2 separate regions of the Oryzias latipes genome follow, and region 2 is linked to region 1. The links are chromatin contacts, called in public Hi-C maps. All regions are on one chromosome and are shown on one strand. Each heading gives the region's core, a stretch centred on a gene start, on an enhancer-like site or on the middle of the called end of the contact. The rest is flanking DNA. Distances are from core to core; before and after follow the strand shown.

What was found. Hi-C and Micro-C count contacts between places; a contact is called where the count stands out from the background.
Region 2: a Hi-C map of embryo shows a contact between it and region 1, with 1.6 times the contacts expected there. The contact joins the enhancer-like site here to the promoter of LOC101172034 in region 1. A contact is called at or near these places in 2 of 5 Hi-C or Micro-C datasets (embryo and fibroblasts).

The regions. Positions count from the first base shown.
Region 1 is chr21:20,168,023-20,172,930 of ASM223467v1, reverse strand. It overlaps LOC101172034 (beta-galactosidase), which reads left to right and starts at 2,226. Exons shown (of 16, transcript XM_004081882.4): 1 at 2,226-2,405; 2 at 2,554-2,723; 3 at 2,805-2,955; 4 at 4,091-4,151; 5 at 4,224-4,318; 6 at 4,404-4,584; 7 at 4,665-4,723; 8 at 4,813-4,908. The coding sequence starts at 2,352.
Region 2 is chr21:20,208,009-20,212,819 of ASM223467v1, reverse strand. LOC101172290 (unconventional myosin-X) reads right to left here. Exons shown (of 41, transcript XM_023950642.1): 6 at 4,521-4,645; 7 at 4,407-4,420; 8 at 4,224-4,308; 9 at 3,932-4,038; 10 at 3,607-3,736; 11 at 2,610-2,728. Among protein-coding and RNA genes, the nearest start is that of LOC101172290, 29 kb to the right of the region's middle. Within about 2 kb of position 2,354, at least 2 of the 8 cell types and tissues checked have an H3K27ac peak or open chromatin away from gene starts, as enhancers often do. A contact at or near this core is called in embryo, where this site is marked.

The DNA of each region.
Region 1 (4,908 bases), core at 977-3,476:
ACTTGAGAACTTTTTGTGGCTTAAAGATCCATTTCCCATAAGGCTCGGGAGGTTCAAAGATGGGACATTGACAAGCTCTCCTCAGGCACCATAATGCTCATAACCAAATTACAAGCCAGCGTGTGCGTTTGCTCTTCTCATTCCCAGAACAATTAACTGCAGTTGACAGCAGCCTAATGATTCGAGTTTGTTCTATCTGCACTTGTGATCACATTGTGAGTCCACACATTAAATTGTTCAAAGATAGACTACTGAGTGAAGAGGAAGGAAATGAGTTGACTATTTTCTGCTCACAGGATGAAACTGACAGAAAGGGTAAAAACCAAAGAGTTCCAGCATTTAATTCCATGAATAAAGTAATGTAGTGAAGTTTAAATTATTTTTAGCAGATTTCTAGTGTTTGTTGCCTTGCGTTTCTGTGTCAAACAATGGTTACTGTTTTCAGCATCTGCCAATTAACCCTACGCATGATTTCTTGTTCAGTGCAAACATCGACAGCAATTCTGGAAGCATAAATATGAACCTGTAAATTAAAAGACTTGAACAATTGCTAAAACTTTGACTTTAGTTAGAAATGAACTTCAAAACTGCAGAATTGGACTGTCATAACCCCAGTTTAATAGGATAAATTAGTTATTTTGGTCCAAAACAGAAAAGTTTAAAAGTTGAAGAAATATTAAAAAACTGTATAATAGGAATTTGATGTTAAAATTGCTAACTTTTTTCCAACTGTTATTTTGAAGCCCCCAAAAAGACTTTAGTCAGAGTTAAGAGGACGTGAAGGCGCCATCTAGTGTTCATGAAAAGATGCTTAGACAGACTAGCAGAGGCACAGTGCAAAAGCAGAATAAAGCACCTTGTTCCTGAACTGGTAGCTTTGTTATCTTCCTATGCTAAGCTCAATGGGAATTGTTCCCACCTCACATTCTAACCTTATACACAGCATTACAGTGGGATGTGGTGGCTGCCTCCTCTCCCATCTGTACATCTCTACAAATGACAGACAGCGTGCCAAGATGAAAAGCTTACCAGTCAGCAATACATTAATTATGATGGAGTAAAAAGCCTAATTTTTTAGCGTATGCTGAAAATATATTTATTTCATGTTTTCTAAATGTGGAATGGCCCTGAACGTATATCCATGCAGTATTTTCATTGAAACTGGAAAAAAAAGATCAGAACTCAGTTAGAGCATGAGAGTCTGGTCCAGGGGTCAGCAACCTTTTAAAATAAAAGAGCAATCTGGTCCAGTTTCAAACTGACCAAACCCAGTGAGAACTGTAATGCCCCCCGTCAACAGTAAAAAAAAACCAACATATTTATCCGTTTGTGGCCATTGATCCAATTATTTATAAAATGTAGCTTTTAAATATTTGCAGATTTTTTTTTAAACTGATTTAATATTTTTCCATGTACAACTATTTGAATTTCTTTTCCTTTCGATAATAACATACATGTTTCTTTCAAAATAAAAACATGACAATATTGATGTATAATCCAATTTTTTTTTCTAAGTAAATGGAATTAAATGCTAAAGAATTTTGCCTCTGAACAGCAACTGGACACTGTTGTACAGCAGAAATTAGCCTTATTATTATTATATCATATTACACCTTATTCAAATACTAAAACCACCACAAAAATTGATGATGATATCCTGATGATATTTTATTTAGGACATGTACTTTAAAAGGAAAAATTGGACACGATTAAGAAAAAAAAAACATATAAAAAGGAGTGAAAAATTGTTAAAACCTTTCCTGTTTATCACAGTATATTTATGTGTACAGATGTAGATAGGTGCACTTGTAGATGTATAAATCTTTCGAGTTTTTTTTAGCCAAATTAAGTTACAAAACATGTAGATGTCTATTGAGTACGTTAGAAATCATTTTCATACACAAAGGGTCACCTTAAAGGTGGGGAAACAAGCCGTCCAAATAAAAAGTAAAACAGAATTTCCACAACAACCATCATTTTGTTATCGGATGTTTTCAATAAAACATTATTAAAATGTGTTTTAATAAACTAAAACACATTAACCAAAACTACAAGCCCACAATTTATCCAAATTGGTTTAATTTTTCTTCAAAGCCGTAGAGCCACTTGAGGCTCCAGAGCCCTTGGGTGCAGTGCAGCCGACTCCTGGCTTGGGGAGACTGCTCCAAAAAACGGGAGTTGATGGAACGGGCTTTAGGACCAAGCTGACTGATTCTAGTCACATGACGTGCGCTTCAGTAGTTTTGCTTTCTCCGTAAATTATCAAGCAGGAGTAAAAACATAAAGACTCACGTTGACAGACTGATAAATTGAATGACGTTACTTTTCTGTCAGTAATCGGGGTAGCAGATATGACTGCTGCTCTTTTACTTCTCATTGCAGTGAACCTCGCTTGTGGAAATATGGTAAGAAAGTATTTTTATGATGATCATCATGTTTTGTTTTTTTTACTTTGTTTAAGATAATAGTTTTACTTAAAAATACATGTTTCACAATATAGTTATAAGAATTTGCTCTGAAAGTTTCACTTTAATTTCCCCTCTTTTTTTGCAGGTCTCTGCAAAAAACACTTTTTCCATTGACTATAAGAATAACTGTTTCCTGAAAGACGGGAAGCCCTTTCAGTACATATCAGGTAGTATCCACTACTCCAGAATTCCACAGTACTACTGGAAAGACCGCCTTATGAAGATGTACATGTCTGGGCTCAATGCTGTTCAAGTGTAAGCTGGACACTAATGTAGACTAAATCCTTGTTTATGGGGGTTTCTAATCACATCGGCTCTGGCTTTACACACACACAGATATGTCCCCTGGAACTTCCATGAAGCGGTTCAGGGGGTCCAGAACTTTACAGGAGACCAGGATCTGGAGTATTTTTTACATTTGGCAAACCAGACAGGCCTTTTGGTTATAATGCGGCCTGGGCCGTACATCTGTGCTGAGTGGGAGATGGTAAAAAACCTGACTTCATTTGTAAATTGCATAATTTTTTTTTTTTTTACTGTGTGCTGTTTCATGTGGTGATCTTTAGTAAAATAAGTTGACCATCAACACGTTTCTAAATGCTTTATGGTTGATCACTTAACGCAACATTGATTGCAACTTGGCTTTTCATGGGAAACTTTTTATTAAAAATATATTTAAAGTTAAAAATGAGTTTTTCAAAATCTCACTGACAGAAATACATTTTCAGACTAAGTGCATTCATTGGTGAATTTGAGATGCTCCTACATTTTTTTTGTCCTCGATCTGTTCCTGTGCCTTTGTGTTCTTTTAGAGTTAGCAGTAAACCTTCTGAGTCTCTTAACCAAATTAAGTTACATTCACTAACCAAACAGCGTGCAACAGAAAATGTACATCAGCAGGATCTTGTTCAAGTGGCTTTATTACGTTAAAAGCCTCTATAAGCAGTTTACAAGCAGTTTACTTCAGTTTTTTTATGTTTTGTACTTTTGCTTAGATTTTGCAGTATTTTGTGTATGTTTGAAACCAGTTTTCTTGATCTATTTTAATTTTTTTTACTAAAATACCGCTGCAAATTACCAAACTTTGAAAGCTTGGAGTTTTAGAGCTGTCAGCATGTCACTTTAAATAATGTTTTTCATCCTCCAAGCAATACAACTTTAACAAAAATACTCAAAAAACTGGAAGTGAACTTGTCAGCTGTTTTCAAAGCTCATTTAGTCTCAAACGGATTATTCTAATCAAAACTGTAGAATCAATAAAACTGTATTTCTGTTACTCAGTGTTCCTCAAAAAGGATTGTGTACCAAGAAAAAGAAAGCGCGTCTTTGTCTGAAGTTTCACACTAGTTTGTGTTGCTCCTGACAACTTTGGTCTGCAGAAATCTGAAGTTTGCATCTGTGATTGTGAATGGGTGCTGCTTTAGGATGTGATTCCCTGTCAAAGTCTTCATAATTTTGATCAGTTTTCCACATCTGGCCCTTTTATCAATCTACCTCTGAAGTATATTAACACTGTATTCAATGCAAAGATTTGCTCAAGATGCATGGCAATTTGTGTAAAAGTCTTCACCTGTAGCACATATTCTTAGTTTGAATTATTTTGGTGATATTTCTTGCTGTAGGGTGGATTACCGGCATGGTTACTTCAGAAACCAAGCATCAGACTTCGAACAGCAGACACAGGTACAAATGAATCTGTGTGGAAATCAATTGATTTTTTTATCCCTACTATTCATTTGTTTTCCTCTGAACTAGATTACATGCAGGCAGTGAGCACCTGGCTTGCTGTACTCCTTCCAAAAATGAGACCTTGGCTTTATATCAATGGGGGTAACATCATTACAGTCCAGGTGGAGAGCCGAGTCACCGTCTAATATCAATCAGACACTACTAAACATTACTATATTTTGTTTTAACAAACCATCTGGACTGCAGGTTGAGAACGAATATGGAAGTTACTATGCTTGTGACTACAACTACATGCGTCACCTGCGGACTTTGTTCCGCTCCTTCCTGGGTGAGGATGTAGTGCTGTTCACCACTGATGGAAACACAGACAAGGAAATGATTTGTGGGACTCTGGAGGGACTATATGCCACCATCGATTTTGGCACAGGTTTGTGTTGTGAGACACTGCTGAGCAAAAAACAAATGGTTTATTTACTACTATAATACTGTTTATTTGTTTCTTCTTAGACACGAGTGTGGCAGAAGCCTTCAAACGGCAGCGACAGTTTGAGCCTCACGGACCTTTGGTTTGTTTTTCTGGAACCTTTTTGACTTGAAACCCAAGGTTTTTCCCTTTTATGTACATTATTGGAACACATTTTCATCTTTTCTGCAGATTAACTCAGAGTTTTACACGGGCTGGTTGGATCACTGGGGAGATCAGCATGCCATGGTTGATGCTCGGAAGGTCAGCAGGGTTCTTGGAGAAATG
Region 2 (4,811 bases), core at 1,105-3,604, 40 kb before region 1:
TCAGTTGTTGGCTGACCTGCTCTACCGCCCTGAGCTAAACTGCTGCCTGCAGCACATTGGGAAGATTTTACTGATACAAGTCTATTTTAATTAGCAGCTTGACATTATAACATGAAAATTTAGATTTTAAGTTGATTACTTTTTTGTTAAGTGAAAATAACTTTAAAAAAAGGACCAACACACCAAAGCCTAGAAAACTATCAAGGTTTCATTTGAGTTGGCTTTACCTCAGGGTACTTTAGTGACTAATCACATTCCCCTACTAATTTGTGGTTAGTAGTTCACATTTATTCATTAAAAAATATGAATATGGAATCTTTTTGTGGCTAATACATAACACACTAAACACTATAGTTCACATAAGGGGGAATTTTTCTTCCTCCAGGACAAAAGTAATTGATATGATCACAAAAAGGAAATTACGTAAGATTAAACCCACACTAAATCTAACCTCAAAGGTGTTTTTAGTTGCAGCGTTAAAAACTTTGGAACTAGACTTGGAACCAAGTCAAGTGGAGGAGGTCAGCCATATACATTAAAAATTAAGAACTTTGCAAATATAATACAAAATAAGAAAAACATTGTAAATTTAACTTTTTTGGTTTATGTAAATAACAAAAATATGAAGGAACAGGATTTAAAGGAGACACTAATGAATGTGGACTACGTAGTTGTTTCATATGTAAACTCTCTCTGTCCCCCAAACTGATTGAACTTTTTCTTTTTATGGTTTGACCCAAACTCTATAGGAAAGCTTTGTGTTTGCTGCATGGCTTTTGTTGGAACTTAAAAATCTCTAAAACCTAAAACCATTGACTGTATGTTAGAACTGGACTGAGTGAGAGTGACATGGCCCACTGAAAATGGTGTACTTCTGGCTTCAAAAAAATGAAGTCAATTTAGTCACAATTTTTTCATGACGCCGCCAGATGTTGCCAAGTTGGAGCCGGAGAGTAAGCAGTGATTGGTCCGTGTTGGTCTGAGTCAATATTTCTATTGCAACCACTCTCACCAATCAGAAGTGAGCCTGTTGAAAGACAACAACCCTAAACCTTTTCAAAGCAAGCTCAGTAGAATATGTCAATCAAACGTTTCAAACGTTCAACATAAGACCACCTACTTTGATTGAGGCATCTTATTGGCCAGTTTATGACTTAAATAACTTGGAGAGAAAAAATATCACAATAAAAATTAGGATTAGCAAGAACATGTTTGTCTGACAATACAATGATTGAGTAACAGCTGTTTACTTCTCAACAGAAGTCTATGGGATTTTGCCTTCTTGGAAACCAATGTGGATCCTCTTTGGAATGCAAGGGTCAGTCCAGTTCTCATATACGATCAATGGTTAAAACCAAACAATGCAGAAAAAGCAAAAGTCTTTGTCAGTAGACAAAACTAAAACTGGTCCTTTAAAGATCAAAATCCACTACAAAATGTCTACATTGGTTTAATTACAGACATTAGGAAATATCTGTGGTTGAAAGTTGAATACAGTATTTTGTTGAATTTCATTTAAGCATCATCTGAGGAAAAACATAAAAATAAACATGAGCTGAAGTTCCTTCACATGTGCTGTGTTTTGATTGAAAAATAACCATAAATATGTTGCAAGACAGGCTGCTTAATGTTCTGGGGCTTCTTAGTAACCCATTATGATTCATGCTACCAGCGGGTGTGAACTGAGTACTGGTGGCTCCAGGATCTTCGTCACAGGGGTGAGAAGACTGGTTGTTTGTCCAGGATGGGACGGGGGGGGGGGGGGGGGGGGTTGCTGCAGGCAATGGTGAGGGGGAGTGACCCCTGGCCGTTGTGAGAAGAAGTCCTTCTTGCAGACTCTGAGGCTGGAATAATGGACTCCCTTAAGAGACAAGCTGTCTCAAAGGCCAGGCACAGTGAGCAGTGGCAGGGTGACAGCACAAGTTCTTTGTACGGGGATGAAAAGCTTTCTTGTGGTTGTCGTGTCACTGTGATAATAGTAAAGGTCCGTGGTGCATACTATCTGACTTTTATGAGCATGAGTGGGCTGAGGGGGCTGAGCTAAACCAAGAAAGACAATGTCCTGAGTCAAAATGATCCTGCAGCACAAGAAGAAAAGGACAAGACATGCAGATGAAGACTTGCTGAAGACTCACATTTATTACAGAAGACTGTAAGGGCATTTGAAGCTAAGAGAGGCACCAGTGGCTTATTATGTTGTTGTCCTGGTTCCTGGCTGTCGTATTTCTAGAGAAGAGTCTTACTTCACCCGCAGTCATTGCATCCATTGTGCCTTTGACTTAGATCACTATCACGATGGCTTTATTGTGCCTGGAATCTGGCAGACAAAAAGCAGGAAATGGCCGGGAGTCACGCAAGGGATCCGGGGAGGCATGTGGTGGAGGGTGGCAAAGAAGCTGTGTATGTGTGTTTTCACAAGGGCGTGTGTGCTACCCCAACAAAAGAAGGCAGAAGAGAGAAAGGATAGCCAATGGCAAATATGCAGATTTCCTATAAATCAAACCAGAGAATAAAAATCTGAATATCGAGGAAATCCCACAGGACTGTTTTAGTCACATGATTCTTGCAACTTGCAAAATATGAGAAAGCGTGGCTGGATGTGTCTTTACCTGCTCCACAGTGAGGGGGGAGCAGATCTCTTCTCCTCTAAGGATCATGGAGCGCTGGGTCAAAACCTCCGACAGCTGGAATGAGTCCAGACCCAGCAGCTCGCTGACGTTACTGACCACTGAAAGACATACACACAAATATGCTGTAGTACTTTTATAAAAATGCTAACGAGAACTCAGATAGCATCTGCTGGTGTCAGAAAAGAGATGTGACCCACGGACTCTGATCCTCTACAAACCAGAGGATATACGGCTCTGTTGGGTGGGCCGAGGTGCTCTGCAGGCACTGTACTTTACAAGTTCTTTGGAAAAGAGGTCAGACACAGCGAACAAAGGAGCTTTAAGCTCATGTTACAGCCTGTTCAGGACTCTGTCTGCTTGTGCAATGCCTATCAAACTCAGGGCTATTACATGGAACATGGGTGAGAAGTCTGACATTTCTACAGTTGATTGAAAGGGGTTGTTTAAGCTTCCCGGTCTGCTTTTAACATTTTTGTTTAAATCTCCATGTAATCATGCGTGAAAAAAATGCTGTATTACCCTGGATTAAAAATAAAACACATTATTTATATCTGTGAGAAAAGATAAACGGTACAGCCATTTTTTGTTAAAAAAATATATAGAAGCACCTCACAACCAGGTGCGGTTCATTAAATGCACTTGTTTGAATTAATCATTACCAGGTTAATCCCCGTCACAAAAACAACTTTTTAAACAAGTTTGACATTAAAACATGCAAATATTTAAATTTCACTTCATAAAAAAACTAAACCAAAACAAAGCAGAGAATTTTTAAGTTCAGACATGAAGCTAAAATGGTGAAATCTCATCAAAGATGCATCTGTTACTAAGAAATGTTCCAAGAATGATTTTAGGAATTAGAAAGATAAAGCATACGTGTACCAAAATAATCAAAAAAAGGCTTTTAAGGCTTTAATGGGTCGAACACTAAATGGTGCAGATCGGGTCTGCGTTTCTGGCTCCGCTTTCAGTCTACCTCCTTTTGAAGTGATCTGAGCTCCTCCAGCAGTCATGAATTCAATGTTGCCCATCTGGAGGACTGCTGACAACAACTTGAACACATCTCTGATCTCCTCCTCAGTGAATTCCATCACTTTCAGGGCTTCCTGAAAACCAAAGGTTCCCATCAGGACAAGGTCAACTTTGGTTTTCCTCAGCACAAAATAGCTGTTAATTATGGCTACACTTAAAAAGATTCGCATGAAACCTGTGTTCCACAAAGTGCCATGTTCCTGATGGTTTTTGATTATAATAAGGGCAGTTAGCCCCCCCTAGTGGTTAAACAGTTGAAGTCTCCCTACCATGACACTGTTGAAGAGCTGTTTGTCATCAAGACTGCTGTCATGCAGGCATCCTGACTGGCTCAAGTAGTAATACAACTCAGGATCTTCAGACAAGAGGTACATGTCTACAGCATGAATAAGAAAGGTCAATGTAGACAAAAAAAATCATTATAAACATACACTATAAAAGGGGAAAAAATCATCTTAACATCTTCAAGAAAAAGTATATTTTTTGGCTTCAGCTGCAATCATTAACTATTAAACTTAAGAAGTTAAGATCCTTGCTGAGCACATCTGACAATGAACACACCTCTGTGGTCTCTGTCTGCCCCTGCCAGCAGAGCGTAGAAGATGTGGTAGTTTCTTTCTCCAGGATTCTGTCGGACCACACGGTTCTTGAAAACAAAGAATGATTAAAAAAAAGTAAAAATAAAACGGCTGAATGGACAATCCTTATAACTTCATTTAAGCCTTTAATAAATACCAGGGTTACCTTTTCCAGCAAGTCTGAACATTTGAAATCAAGGAAAAAAAGAAAAGTCAAAGTGATCTATGGTTACGAGTCTTTTGTAAAGTGTGTTTATGTGAGTTTCTTTGTGAAGGATACAGTCAATAATGCAGCCCCCCTGAATGTGTCCACTCTGAGAGAAGTGGAGCTGTATGAACTTCCCAAAGCGACTGGAGTTGTTGTTGTAAACCGTCTTCGCGTTCCCAAATGCTTCCATGATGGGGCTGCAGACAAGAAGATAATCATGATGACCGCACACTCCTTCCATATGTCTCCAATATGTCTTGTAAGTTCACCTCTTATTACAACCACAATACTCGTATGGTTTGACATCTTGATTCAATTCTATTTACATTCATGTGGATTTTCATTAATTAATTAAAAACAAAT